Regions from separate parts of the Astyanax mexicanus genome. Here region 1 is linked to region 2. The links are chromatin contacts, called in public Hi-C maps. All regions are on one chromosome and are shown on one strand. Each heading gives the region's core, a stretch centred on a gene start, on an enhancer-like site or on the middle of the called end of the contact. The rest is flanking DNA. Distances are from core to core; before and after follow the strand shown.

Region 1 (7,210 bases), core at 3,196-5,695, 69 kb before region 2:
AGGTTATCAGCAGACCTTTTCACCCACAATCATTTTAAAAAGCTTGTAGACAGTGTTTTCCTGTGGAGCTAATACTAAAACCTTGTTTAATGCATCACACTGGAGGAGGAGTCACAGCTGTGCAGGCATCCTTATTGGATCTTTAGTAAAGAAACTGCTGTACATGGTTCCAAAATATATTTACAAAGGAGAACGCCGGTGTGAAATAGATTTTGGGTGTATTAAAACATAATTAAAGGTTCTTACCTTTGTTGAATCGCTCACCTCCGCTCTCCTGCAGCTTTCTGAGATCCAGTATTTTGGGCACTTTGCCCAAAATGGCTTTAGAATGGATGATATGGGGCATATTTTGCCCCTGCAGATAAATCGCTTTCTACACCATTATTCAAGCTCAAAGTAGCTCCACACTTTTTAGGTAGAATTTGGATAGCCCTGACATTTAAAACAAGGCATTTAAAACTTTAAAAATGCACAAGAAGTTTATTAAAAATCACGTTTTACATCCCATAGCGTAGATAAATCTCTGAGCGCCGTTATCTTAAATTTAAGCCACAATAAGTCAATCTTCGAATAGTATGAATAGTAAACCTTTTTGAGCATGTGTTTATGTAATTTGTGAAATTGTTGGTTCTTTGCATTCTAATATCAACAGTAATCAAATATGTTTTTCGGCAACAGCTGGAATTCATGCATTTTCAAGAATTGAATTCTTTACAATCTGCTCAACTATCCTACCTATTCGTTCTCACACTCGATAATTGACTTATTGTGACTTAAATTTTAGATGACAGCGTCCGGAGATTTACTTTGCTATGGGTTATAAAGAGTGAATTTTAATAAGCTTCTTCTGCAGTTTTAAAGTTTTAAATGCCTCCTTTTAAATGTCAGAGCTCTCAGAATTCTACCAATGAAGTGTGGAGCTATGAGCCTGGATAATGGTGTAAAAAGCGATTTATCTGCATATCATCTAATCTAAAAGTCTGTTTAGGAAAAGTGCACTAAATACTGGATCTCAGAAAGCTGCAGGAGAGCGGAGGGGTGCTATTCAACAAAGGTAAGAACTTTTTGTCAAGTTTTAATACACCCAAAGTCCATTTCACACCAGAGTTTACTTGTTTTGTGTTCCTGGTTAAAGAATAAAGGACATAGATCCAAATAAATATGCATGAAAACTGTAAAATGATCTTTAACAAGTCTTTTACAAACTTTTAGGCACTCTATATATATGGATATAACCCTTTTTCCAAGATTTAAAAGAAAACTCCGGTGTAAAATGGACTTTTGTTGTAGTAAAACATGATAAAAAGTTCTTACCTTTGATGAATAGCACACCTCCGCTCTCCCACAGCGTTCAGAGATCCAGAAATTTTAACAGTTTGTCCAAACAGCCTTCAGACTGAGTGATACGGAGCATAATTTACCCTGATAAATCACTTTTTACACCGTTATCCAGCTCAAAGTAGCTCCACAACTCCTTACTAGAATCTGGAGAGCCCTGACATTTAAAACGAGGTGTTAATAACTTAAAAAGTGCAGAAGAAGATTATTAAAAACCTCTGTTTACATCCCGTAACGCTACTAGCTTCAGCTCCGAGTGCCGCCATCACTGAACTGATAATGACATAGACATATATATACATAGACTCTGCATAGCGTAGCAACCGGCGCCAGGAGCTCAGCACTGAAACTCTGATTCTAGCAGGGAGGTGTGGAGCTACTTTGAGGTGGATTACGGTCTAAAAAGTGATTCATCTGGGTAAATTATGCCCCGTGACGCCCAGTCTGAAGGGTTTTGGACAAACTGTTAAAAATTATGGATCTCTGAACGCTGTGGGAGAACGGAGGCGTGCTGTTCATCAAAGATAAGAACTTTTTATCATGTTTTACTACAACAAAAGTACATTTTACACCAGAGTTCTCCTTTAACACACAGGCTCCTGTGCACGCTGAATATTGTGTTTTTAGGCTACGTGCTAACCACAAATCCACAGCTCAACCACATCCCACCCGAGCGGTCACTGTCCGCTGACTAACAAGAATGAAGAAAACCAGTGTTGCTGCCCTCATACCTCAGTGTAGGATAGCATGAGGTTTCACCATTAGCCGTGCAGAACACACTGTGCCATTCACTGTTCTGGGAGAGTGTGTGTGTGTGTCGGACTGGTTTTGGTGGTGAGAGTTTTTTTTTTTGAGAAAAGATCTTTGGTATTTTTTTAATGCTGTCAAATGATTAATAAAGATATTTCCATTAATATCTATTAAGCCTGTTCACATTGTTAAGAAAAAATATCCAATTGGAACGGTTTTAAACAGTTGCGATGGTGTATTCACTGTAGTGCTGAATATTTTAAAGTTAATGTTAACGCAAATTAAAAAAAAATCTAATTTGTAGTTTGTCTAGATTTGTAGTTTTTGCCCAAATGTTGTTCGTTAACCCTGACACGTCTTGGCTACATGAATACTTTGAGGTTAAAAACTGTTTTAAATTTCAAGAGCTCCAATTACCTATCATACCTTAAAACATAGTCAGTTAAGGAGACACTTTTACTTCAGCAACAAAATATGGCTATAGTTTCTAATCTTATCGAAAGCTTGCATGAAAAGAATATATTAAAAACAATACAGAATACAGAAATAGTAGAATGTCACTGTATGCATTACATGCATTGCGTAGTTTAGTACTAAACACAGTATTTACTGTATGTACTGACTCATTTTGACAGTGAGGAAGCAGTGCAAGTGTAAATGTTGCTTTACACAAAAAAGTACAGTTAGTTAGTATTAGTAATAAGTACGCAATTGGAACGCATACAATTTTTTTTAATCATTTCTGAAAACATGAAAGTTTGTGTAAACAGGTGGTACGCCACTAAATCTGAATGGGTGGGGCTTCAGAGTACAGTAAAAAAAAATCACCATATATATATATATTTTTTATTTTTTATTAATATTATTATTATTATTATTATTATTTACAAAAAGTTTTAATGAGGAAACAGGTGGTTCACCACAAAACCTGATAGAAAAAAATAGATGTTTAAATGTTTATTTAAAAAAGTCAAAATTAGAAAAAAATTGTTAGTATTAATAATTAGTACGCAATTGGAACGCACACAACATCTTTTTACACCATTTACGAAAAACGTAGAAGTTTGTGTAAACAGGTGGTTCACTACAAACTCTGAACATAATCTATCTGAATATAAAAAAATCTGAATGGGGTGTGGTTTGAGAGTACAGTAAAAAGTATTCACCCAATATTTTAGTTTTCATTATTTACAAAAAACACAAAAAAAGTTTTAATGAGGAAACAGGTGGTTCACCAAAAAAAACAAAACATTTTTTTTAACAAAGTCCAAATTTATAATAAAAAAAAAAATAGTAGTTAGTATTAGTAATAAGAACGCACTTGGAACGCAGACAACATAGTTTTTACACCATTTAGGAATAACTTAAAAAGTTTGTGTAAACAGGTGGTTCACCACTAAATCTGAATATAAAAATCTAAATGGGGTGGGGGCTTTAGAGTACAGTAAAAAAATCACTGAATATTTTTATTTTCATTATTTACAAAAAAACACAAAAAGTTTAATGAGGAAACAGGTGGCTCACAACAAAATCTAAAGAAAAAAATGTCAATAAAAACCTTGTTAGTTAGTGTTAATAATTAGTACGCAATTGGAACGCACACAATATTTTTTTAAAAACATTTAGGAAAAACTTAAAAAGTTGGTGTAAACTAACTTAAAATGTTTGTGTGGTTCACTACAAAATCTAAATATAATCTATCTGAATATAAAAATCAGAAAAAAAAGTAGAAAAAGTAGAAAACAAAAACAAATAATACAGTACAACAAAGGAAAAGGTGCTTAACTAGAAAGTTCTTTCACTTCTGCTTCAAATGAAACCACAGTCTTTGAAGAACCGTTGAAGAACCATACTTTATAAGAGTAATGCAAACAATGAAACGGAAGCTCTGGAAAAGAAATAAGATAAAAATAAGAGACCACTTAAAAATTAGGAGTTTCTAACCAAATTGAAAAATTTTAAATCTCTGGAATATAATCAAGATGAAGGTGGATGATCACAAGCCATCAAACCAAAATGAGCATAACATCACATAAATCTTTACATAAAAACCTGAATGGGTACAGTAAAAAAAAAAAAAAAACTTTTTATGAGGAAACAGGTGGTTTTTATTTTTTTTAATTCTGTATTTGCTTTTTAAAACTAAAGTAAGTAAATGTAAATGTTGCTTTGTCTAAAAATTAAAACACAAGTAAAAAACTGAGAGAAAAAGTAGAAAAAAGAAACAAATAAACACCAGCAGCGCGCGGGAGCCGCCGCCTCTCTCTCTCTCGCTCTCGCGCGCTTCTTCTGAACGGGGCTGTGAGTCAACGCGGTGACGTCAGGTCCGCTCATTTGCATAGCCGAAAGTGGAGTGAGCGCGCGGAGCGGCTTTCTGTGAATCCTCGGTAGGTCGCGCGCTCGCGCTGCTGCTGCTGCTGCCTCACTATAACCGGAGAAACACAACAGCGCGAGAAACAGCACCTGTAACATCAGTGACGCTGGAGCCGGAGCGCGCGTGAGGCACAGGTAAGCCGCTCAGTTTGTGTTTATATATGTGTGTTTATGTTCTCTGGAGCAGCGCGTGCTCAGGAGTGAGGAGCGCGAGATGCATTAGAGGTCTGGGTCTGGGTGCTGAGCACTCTGAGCACACTCTCCACGTGCGGCTCGCTCACCTCAAGTGACTCGTGCGTTTGAAGCGAATCATTGGATGGCAAACTGTTGCAGCAGCGCGCGCTCTAGTACTATAATACCGCGTCCCGTAGGCTGCATGCATGCATCCCAGCCAGCCAGCCAGGTGCAGCCAGTCGCCCGGCTCGTGCACGCTCTCTCGCGCTAAGTCAGTCGCTCGCTCGCGCGGGCGGGCAGATGATCTGCTTGGTTGAGGCGTGCTTGTTGCACGCAGAGAACGGAGAGACTTTCAGAGCGCGAGACCTGCTGCACGGTTGTGCACTGAAGATGTCTCTGTTTGCAACGCTCTGTTCTGCTGTCAGCGGCACGAGACAGCACGAGCGCGGTGTGTTTGGCACAAAGCACGCTGCTTCTTAGTGCATGTTGCTGCTACATACCCATCTGGAACATGACTGACATTCAACGTTGTGGTCAAATTGTAGTTTTATTTTTTTGAAAGGAAAATAATTACCACAACTGCTTTAGCATTATTCTCAACAAAAGGGCTCTAGCTACATAAGGTTGCCCCTAGGCAATAAATAGTAAAAAAGGCAAAGTTTTGGAAACTAAGCAACAAAAAAGATGGTGTAATAATCAAAAAGGCATCACCATGCTATAGTAGAGTGTTAAACTGTTGAAAACAACATACATATTGCCTTTTTTATATAAATATCGTTGTTATAATGAGTGTATTACATATTTAATGGTCAAATATCAAAATGTAGGTGTTAATAATACAATACAACAAACTAAAAGGTGCTTAATAAGAAAGTTCTTTCACTTCTGCTTCAAGTGAAACCACAGTCTTTGAAGAACTGTTGAAGAACCATATTTTATAAGAGTATACTTTATAAGATACTTTATAAATGTACACAATGACACGGAAGCTCTGGAAAAAAATAAGATAACAATAAGAGACCACTTAAAAATGATGAGTTTCTTTGATTTAACCAAATTGAAAACCTCTGGAATATAATCAAGAGAAAGATGGATGACCACAAGCCCTCAAACCAAACTGAACTACTTGAATTTTTGCACCAGGAGTAAAGCAGCATAAAGTTATGCAAAAGCATTGTGTAAGACTGGTGGAGGAAAACATGATGCCAAGATGCATGAAAATTGATTTCTGAAGTTTTAAAACTTCTAAAACGATATTATAATGAATATAGACTTGTTTTATTTGCCTTGTTTGAGGTCTGAAAGCACTGAATTCATCTTTTTTATTTCACACATTTCTCATTTTCAGCAAGTAAAAGCTCTAAATACCAATATTTCATTTTACTCAAACATATACCTATAAATAGTTAAATCAGAGAAACAAATTATTTTGAAGTGGTCTCATTTTTTTTCCAGAGCTGTACATATATATAAAAATAGTTCAATGATGTTGATTTACCCATAAATAAACAAATAGATGTTGAAATGCTGGTTGGGTAGATTCCTAGTTTTCATTTTTTTGTGGTGGTTCTCTGAGCTGGACAGAGCACACACACACACACACACACACACACTGAAACAGTCATGTTGTGGGTTGGTCAGTGGTCAGCCTGACCTGCCCTCCTCCTCGTGCTCCTCCTCCTCTAATGGAGATCTAATGTGAGATTATGTAATGTTGTTTTGGAAAAGCGTGCCTGTTGAAGTCATTCATCATAGAGGAGGAGAGGAGGAACCTCACGAGAGCGCTGACCGGTCCTCCACGTCCAGCCTCAGACTCTCTCTCTCTCTCTTCAGCTTAGAGCTTCAGACTTCACTTCCCACCGCCTCCTTCCTCCTCTCTAACCTTAAATGACCCTTTGGCTTTAAACTGGTTTTAAACTGGTAGAAGGCACAGGGAGGAGAAGGCGAGCCATTTCTGCTTAATTTAATGTTTAAGATGTAGTTCTAAACACAGTCTTTCAGAGTGTCGGGGTGTGAAATGTTCCTTTCTAGTGATACTTGCCAAGTCAGAATTGTTTACAGTTGTGGTGATGAGACCCAGACGTCTGAACAGTTGAATGCCTTTAAAAGCTTTCCTCACAGGAAGCTTTTGCGCAGAATGATTAGGAATGCTGCGCTTGATTCCTTAGACACTGTTTTTTTTAGAGTAGGGCTGGATGTAAATCAGTATTAATATATTTTGCAATAGAAAATATTTTAATGACTAATAAAGTAATTATTACTTTTTATAGATATTTTACAGATATTTTAAAATACAGAGCTTATTACAGGAATTGGAAAATTCTTTTTTAGACGTTTATAGCTACAAAAATAATTTTTGAGTTGATTGCGATTTTTGCATTTTGTATTATTTTTTGTATTTTTAGCATAGTATAAATTTGTAGGATAATTTCATACAAAGAATTGTGATAATACCTTAAATAACAGCAAACTTAAACTGTAATACCCGCATGCAGCAACAGAGGGAGCTTGTCATGCTTCACAGACTGTGATCACATGATACAGTATAACTAAGCTGGAGGTAGTGTGAGGCAGA
Region 2 (7,092 bases), core at 3,977-6,476:
CACCAGATGAATTTTAGAGTATTACATTTACCTGATCCCCATGTTTTTGGACTGTGGGAGGAAACCCACGCAAACACGGGGAGAACATGGAAACTCCACCCAGATAGGGACTTGAACCCAAGACCCCAGTGCTGGGAGACAAACAAGCTAACCACTAAGCCACCGTGCCGCTCATAGTGGGTAATTGAGTCACTCTGTACGCAGAGAGCAGCCTGATTTAGCAGAGAACATCACTGTTGTGAACATTAGACATGCTGCTCCTAATGCCACGTTCTTGCCGGTGTAATATTGTCACTCTCTCGCTGTGTGTTTGTAATGTAATTTGCTTGGTTCTGTCATCGCAGCCTTTAAAGGGAAATGCTGAAGCTCATATGGTGAAGATGATAAAATAGGATTAATCGTTCAGCTCTAATTCTTTGCAGTACTGAAAGCGCTCCTCTCTCTTCTTATATAGAGAGAGGAGGGGAAGAGCTGTTAACGCTCAGTGTCTGCAGCGTTTAACCTTAATCTACTGTTATAGGTTAAAAGAGGAGACGCAATGTTTAGCTAATTTAGCGCTGTTGACAGTGAAAGTTGTGGAATGAGCCTCCAGCAGTGGAGCAGTTTTTTTTTTTTTTTTTTTTTGCCAGAGACGAGAGGCCTTGTTCGCCTCGGCCAAAACAGCCTGGAGCAGGTGAGCCGCCCGCAGCTATGTCTCGACTGTGCGGCCGGTGACATTCGCTGGCGGTTTCGCGGCCGAACACAGGGAGTATTTACCTAACGCTGGTGTTTTCACAGATCGTCTCACCGCGGCTCTTTCAGAGTGCAGACGTTCTCCTCTCTGCATGAATCAGTGAGAGGGATGGTTGCATCAGATGTGCTTGATTTTTTTTTTTCTTAGCCTCAGCCAGTCGACTCTTCTCGCCGGTGCTTCCTTGATCCGGCATGTCTGATGCACCAGTTGATTCAAGTCTTTGCAGCTTATTTTCCTCCACGCTGTGCTCCAAAACTATCCGCTTGATGGGATGGCGTGTGCGGCTTTCTCTCGCTTTTCTGAAATCCTAAAAGAGGCCCGTGTGTGGAAACCCCTGATGTACTCTTGTATAAATTAGTGAAAAGTACTAGGATTTCTAATACCAAATAGATAATAATTAAGTTAATAAAATACGCCTTTTTCAGTCCTGTCACTGTCTATCTGCCTGCCACAGACTCTAGTTCTCTCAAGAAAGACTCAGTTTCCCAAGATGCACCTGCACTTGTGACGCATCAGCGTTCCAGCTCGCCGTGCTTCTAATCATTGCTCACACCTGGACTCTTGCTTCCTCCACTTGTCCGTGTTATGCCCTCGAATGCAGCACTGTGTGTAGCTGTTCTTATACAATAAACATTGTTCTTAAATAATAGGTCTGCACTTCTTCAGTGTTGCAATGTTTATTTACATAATTCTGATCAGACTTCATTCATTTTAACAGCTTGAATTTCTTTAAAAAAAAAGAAAAAAGCTCAGTTTTAATGTGAGGTTTAAATCAGGCTCTGGCAGAACGTAATGTAATATTACTCATGGCAGTTTTGGTAATTACATGTAATACACTGTTTGCATTGCTTTGTAAGCCTTCTACTCTTTTGTCAACATTTCAATTTAAAGCCTTCATTTAAATTAAAAAGTACATAAGTAGGCTTATAAAACATACGTTACATAAGTAAGCTAATAAAATATGCTTGTTAATGATAAATGTTAATGACTGTAAATAAACTAAACTTAGCAGGGAACTAGACACTGACACTAAAACATAAATAGTTATGCATTTTTGAAATAGCATGTATGTGTCCAAATTGTTTATAATAGATGTTTAATTACAGATATTCTATTTATTTATTATATTTGGTAGCAATGCAAATGAGGATGATTCAGATCCATCTCTAAGACTTTTTGTTCCAGTAGGTTTTACTACAGACTAGTTTGGTGTACACGACATCAAAGAACATATATATATATATATATATATATATATATATAGCTCTGGAAAAAATAAAGAGAGCACTTCAGTTTCTGAATCAGTTTCTCTGATTTTACTATTTATAGGTTTATGTTTGAGTAAAATAAACATTGTTGTTTTATTCTAAAAACTACAGACAACATTTCTCCCAAATATTCTAATTTAGATTTTAATTAAATAGGTTTTTAATCACAGTTTTTCATGCATCTTGGCATCATGTTCTCCTCCACCAGTCTTACACACTGCTTTTGGATAACTTTATGCTGCTTTACTCCTGGTGCAAAAATTCAATAAGTTAAGTTTGGTGGTTTGATGGTTTGTGATCATCCATCTTCCTCTTGATTATAATACAGAGTTTTTTTAATTTGGTAAAATCAAAGAAACTCATAATTTTTAAGTGATTTCTTATTTTTTCCAGAGCTGTAAATATATATACACACTTTTGAGTAACTTGTCTAACTGATCTTAATCTAACTGACTATCATGACCCTGATCTCCCTGATGAAGACCTAAAAAAATATATTATACTAATTCTCACAAGTGTTGTATTGAAGCCAGACCTTCTGTTGCTCTTTAGAAATGTGTGCCTGCTTTACCGAACGTGTGGGAACAGGATTAGGTCTGTAGCTTCCACGCCAATTCGGCACTTTTGAGTCGCTGCTCTCCAGGGGTCGCGGGGTCATCTGACCAGTGTGAAAAGCAAATCCCCTGCCTTTTGTACAGTGAAGGGCCAGTGAGAAGTCTCGCTTCAGCTGGCTTTTCTGCTTGGCCTGGGAAAAAATGTAGGAGGCAGTACATGTCAATTAGGGATGAACTTTAGCCCCTTTTAAGGATTTCTCACACTTTAGCAGAAGCTGCTTTTAACCAGCATCCAAATCAAACTGCGGTCAGAATGATGCTCAGTGGGGTATGTAATTAGATATTCAACAGAGAATTCTACTGTTTTTTTTGTCATTTCCGAAAAACCCTTCAGAGATGGGGATGTGAAAAGCCACTTGATGTAAAATACTTATTAATTTTGATTTTTTTTTTTACAGTGGTGGTCAATAGTCATTATACACTACTGCTTAAAAGTTTAGGATCACATGCAAATTTCCCTCTTTTTGCAATAAAAAACACATTTTCATGCAATTCACAAACAATATTGTCCATTTCACAATTAATTTAGGTGTGAAAATGTTTGTATTAAAGCCTATTTTTGTATAGAGGCCTATTTTTATATAGTCCTATTATCAGCAATTCTCAGTCCTCTGCTTAAATCTCCTGGTTTGGCCAATAATCCAAGTTAAAGATGTTATTGGGCTAATTGGTTGTTGCTCAAATGTGTAATGATGTTTTTTGGACAAAAAAAACACACAAAAGTACCCTTCTTAAAAAATGTGTTCAAACCAAAATCTACAAAACTGAACACTACAGAGTGCATTCCAGTTGTGTATTTATTACATATTTATTAACTAGCTTTGGGGTATGAAGTACAGTATATAAGATATATGCAGTATAGATAAAACATATGTTAAAAGTTGAGTATACTCAAATATACTCAGTACATACTCAGAAAAGTGTGCTTATGATAAATACTATTATTCCACAATAGAATGAAACACAAAAAAGCAAGCCTCTACTATAGCATTAGGTAAAATATCAGATAGAAATTAGTTATATAGTTATATAGGTAGTTTTGTTTGCAAATAATGCTATTTGAGTGCTGTTTTCCATCAGAATAGAGCATAAACCAGATAATAAACAAGTTTATAAACCAATAAAACACTATCTTAGCCCCCAGATGCCCATTGCACTGGAAAAACAGTAGTACTAAAGTCAATATGGCAAAGTAACAGCTTATTTTATCTAATTTAATGTGATTTAAAACACTTTATAGCATATTTTTTCAAATATAAAATATCCCTCACAGGCTTCCAATGCAATGGAAATAAAAAAACAATAATACATATTTTAGTTATTTGGTTTTATTTGCTAAATAGATTTTATAATAGAATATTGGAGTCTTATTTTCTGCACATTAAAGACAGCATTCTTACATTTTTTTCCATCACTGGAGATAATAATTCAGGTCTGAAAGGGTTAAACAGAAATTTGAAAGATGGTGGAATTCCCCTGTATAATATCTGTATTATACAGCTCTGGAAATTAATAAGAGATCACTTAAAAATTATGAGTTTCTTTGATTCTACTAAATTGAAAACCTCTGGAATATAATCAAGAGGAAGATGGATGATCACAAACCATCAAACCAAACTGAACTGCTTGAAGTTTTGCACCAGGAGTAAAGCAGCATAAAGTTATCCAAAAGCAGTGTGTAAGACTGGTGGAGGACAACATGCCAAGATGCCACAGTTGAAAACTGTGATTAAAAACCAGGGTTAATTCCCCATATATTATTTTCTGAGCTCTTAAAATTGCGTAAATATGAACTTGTTTCTGGAATTTGGGGAAAATGTTGTCTGTAGTTTGTAGAATAAAACTACGTCTAGACTAATGTCTTTTTTTTTGTCTTTGAGTCACATTAAGAGTCTGAAAGCTTGAAAAGAAGAGTAGAACATTGATATATTGGAGCTTAAGCTGTTGTTATGAGCAGCGCTGCTCCTGGAACACACACACACACACACACACACACATACACAAACACACACAAACACAAACAGAGAGAGAGAGAGAGACACGACGCTGGAATAATCTCACAATGACTTTAAATAATAAGGGAATGAGTCAGGGTGTGTGTTTGTGGGAGCCGTGTGTTACTGATGCTGTGTGATGGGGTCATGTGAGGTCTGCTGTAGAGTGTGTGAGGCTGTGACCCAGTGCGCCCCCTGCTGGACACCGGGCGCAGTGCTCAACAAGTGCCCCAGCGCTCTTTAATCCAGAATGAGCAGAAGACTGGGGGTGAATGATTTACCTGAGCGTAGCTGCTGATGCAGTATTGACGGAACACGCTGAGCTGAACGCTGAGTTTAGTGTGGGTTTATTGGATGATCTGCAGATGAGTCTGTCTGCTGTCTGTCTGTCTGTCTGTGTCTCTCTCTCTCTCAGATTTCTGAAGTAAAGGATCTTGTTGTTCTGTTCTGCCTCCAAATGTTTGATTTTAAGAAATGATTAATCAGACGGACTGTGATGAAGGAACGGCAACGGAGGCTCGCTCTGATGTTCTCCTGCGCTTTTGAAAATCTACCAAGCACCTGTTTCCTGTGACCTGGGCCTCATTACGAGCTGTGAAAGGCAGCTTGTTCTGCTGGAATACTGATATCCTCCAAACACTCTCACACTCTCTCTCTCTCTCTCTATCTCTCTATCTCTCTCTCTCTCTCCTTCTCTGTATATCTATCTCTATCTCTCTCTCTCTTTCTCTGTTTCTTTGCATTTTCTTTTTTCCTCCTTTGTTCTGCTCTCTCTCTCTCTCACTTTTGCCTATTTTTTTCTTCCCTTGTTCTGCTCTCTTACTCTTCTCACTCTTCTCTCCATCTTCTCTTTGATCTCTCTGATATCTCACTCACTTTCTCTCTTTGTGTTGTCCATATTTTCTCTTTTCTATCTCTGTTCCTTCGCTCTCTGTATATCTATCTCTCTCTCTATTTCTCTCTCTGTTTCTTTTTTCCTCCTTTCTTCTGCTCTCTTTCTCTCTCACTTTTGCCTTTTTTTATTCTCTCTCTCTCTCTATCGCTCACTTTCTTTATATATTCATCTCTCTGTTTCTTTGCTTTTTCTTTTTTTCTCCCTTTTTCTGCTCTCTCACTCTTCTTTCCATCTTCTCTCCGATTATCTGATCTCTCACTCATTTTCTTTCTTCCTTTTTCTGTCTTTCTCTCATTCTGTTGTCCATATTTTCTCTTTTCTATCTCTGTTCCTTTGCTCTCTTTTTCTCTCTCTCTGTCACTCTGTGTTTCTCTCTCTCTATCTCTCTCTCTCTCTCTCTGCTTCTTTGCATTTTCTTTTTTTCTCCCTTGTTCTGCTCTCTCACTCTCTCACTTTTGTCTTTCTTTATTCTCTCTCTCAATCTCTTTATCTCTCACTTTCTTTATACTTTTCTCTCTCTCTGTTTCTATGCTTTTTCTCTTTTTTCCCTTGTTCTGCTTTCTCTCTCTCTCACTTTTGTCTTTCTTCATTCTCTCTCTCTCAATCTCTCTATCGCTCACTTTCTTTACATATGTATCTCTCTCTGTTTCTTTGCTTTTTTCTCCCTTTTTCTGCTCTCTTACTCTTTTCACTCTTCTCTCCATCTTCTCTCTGATTATCTGATCTCTCACTCATTTTTTTCTTCCTTTTTCTGTCTTTCTCTCTTTCTTTCTCTATTCCTCAGTCCATATTTTTTCTATCTTTGTTTATTTTCTATACATATATATATTTTTTTTTCTCTCTTTCTCTGTTTCTACGCTTTTTTCTCCCTTTTATTTTTCCTTTCTTTGTCTCTCTTTCAGTCTGTGTTTATCTGCCCTCTCCAGCTTCTCTCTGAATATCTGATATCTCACTAATTTTCTTTCTTTTTCTGTCTCTCTTTCTTTCTATCTCTATTGCTCTGTCCATCTTTTTTATTTTCTATCTCTGTCTATCTCTTTCACACACTCTGTTTCTTTGCTTTTTCTTTTATCTCCCTTTTTCTCCTCTCTTACTCTTCTTACTCTTCTCTCCATTTTCTCTTTGATTATGTGATCTCTCACTCATTTTATTTCTTTCTTTTTCTGTCTTTCTCTCTTTCTTTCTCTATTGATCTGTCCATCTTCTCTTTTCTGTCTATCTCTCTGTTTCTTTGCTTTCTCTTTTTTCTCCCTTTTGCTCACGCTTATTTGTCTTTCTTTCAATCTTTTCCATCTTCTCTTTGATTATCTGATCTTTCACACATTTTCTTTGTCTTTCTCTTTCTTTATTTATTTCTTCTCCATCTCTGTTCTTATCTCTGTAAAGAAAGATATTTTACCTCTTTCTCTCTGTTTCTTTGTTTTTTTTTTCTCTATTGTGCTCTCCCTTTCTTTGTCTCTCTTCATGCTGTGTTTATCTGCTCTCTCACTCTTTCCAATCCTCTTTCCATCTTTTATCCTCTCTCTCTTCCATTTGTCTCTCTGTCTCTCTTACTGTTTCTCTGCATATTTTCACCTTGTTTTCCACT

The links. A called contact is a pair of places that touch in the nucleus more often than the background predicts.
Region 1: a contact with region 2 is called in a Hi-C map of muscle, with 11 times the contacts expected there. The contact joins the promoter of zbtb16b here to the enhancer-like site in region 2. A contact is called at or near these places in 2 of 3 Hi-C or Micro-C datasets (both in muscle).

What each region holds. Positions count from the first base shown.
Region 1 is chr18:4,115,780-4,122,989 of AstMex3_surface, reverse strand. zbtb16b (zinc finger and BTB domain containing 16b) reads left to right here and starts at 4,445. Exons shown (of 7, transcript XM_007231435.4): 1 at 4,445-4,596. All of the region lies in intron 1 of LOC125782549 (a long non-coding RNA gene), which reads left to right.
Region 2 is chr18:4,047,210-4,054,301 of AstMex3_surface, reverse strand. The region is part of intron 4 of zbtb16b (zinc finger and BTB domain containing 16b); the gene reads left to right. The region is part of intron 1 of LOC125782549 (a long non-coding RNA gene); the gene reads left to right. Among protein-coding and RNA genes, the nearest start is that of tmprss5, 34 kb to the right of the region's middle. Within about 2 kb of position 5,226, the one cell type or tissue checked has an H3K27ac peak away from gene starts, as active enhancers do.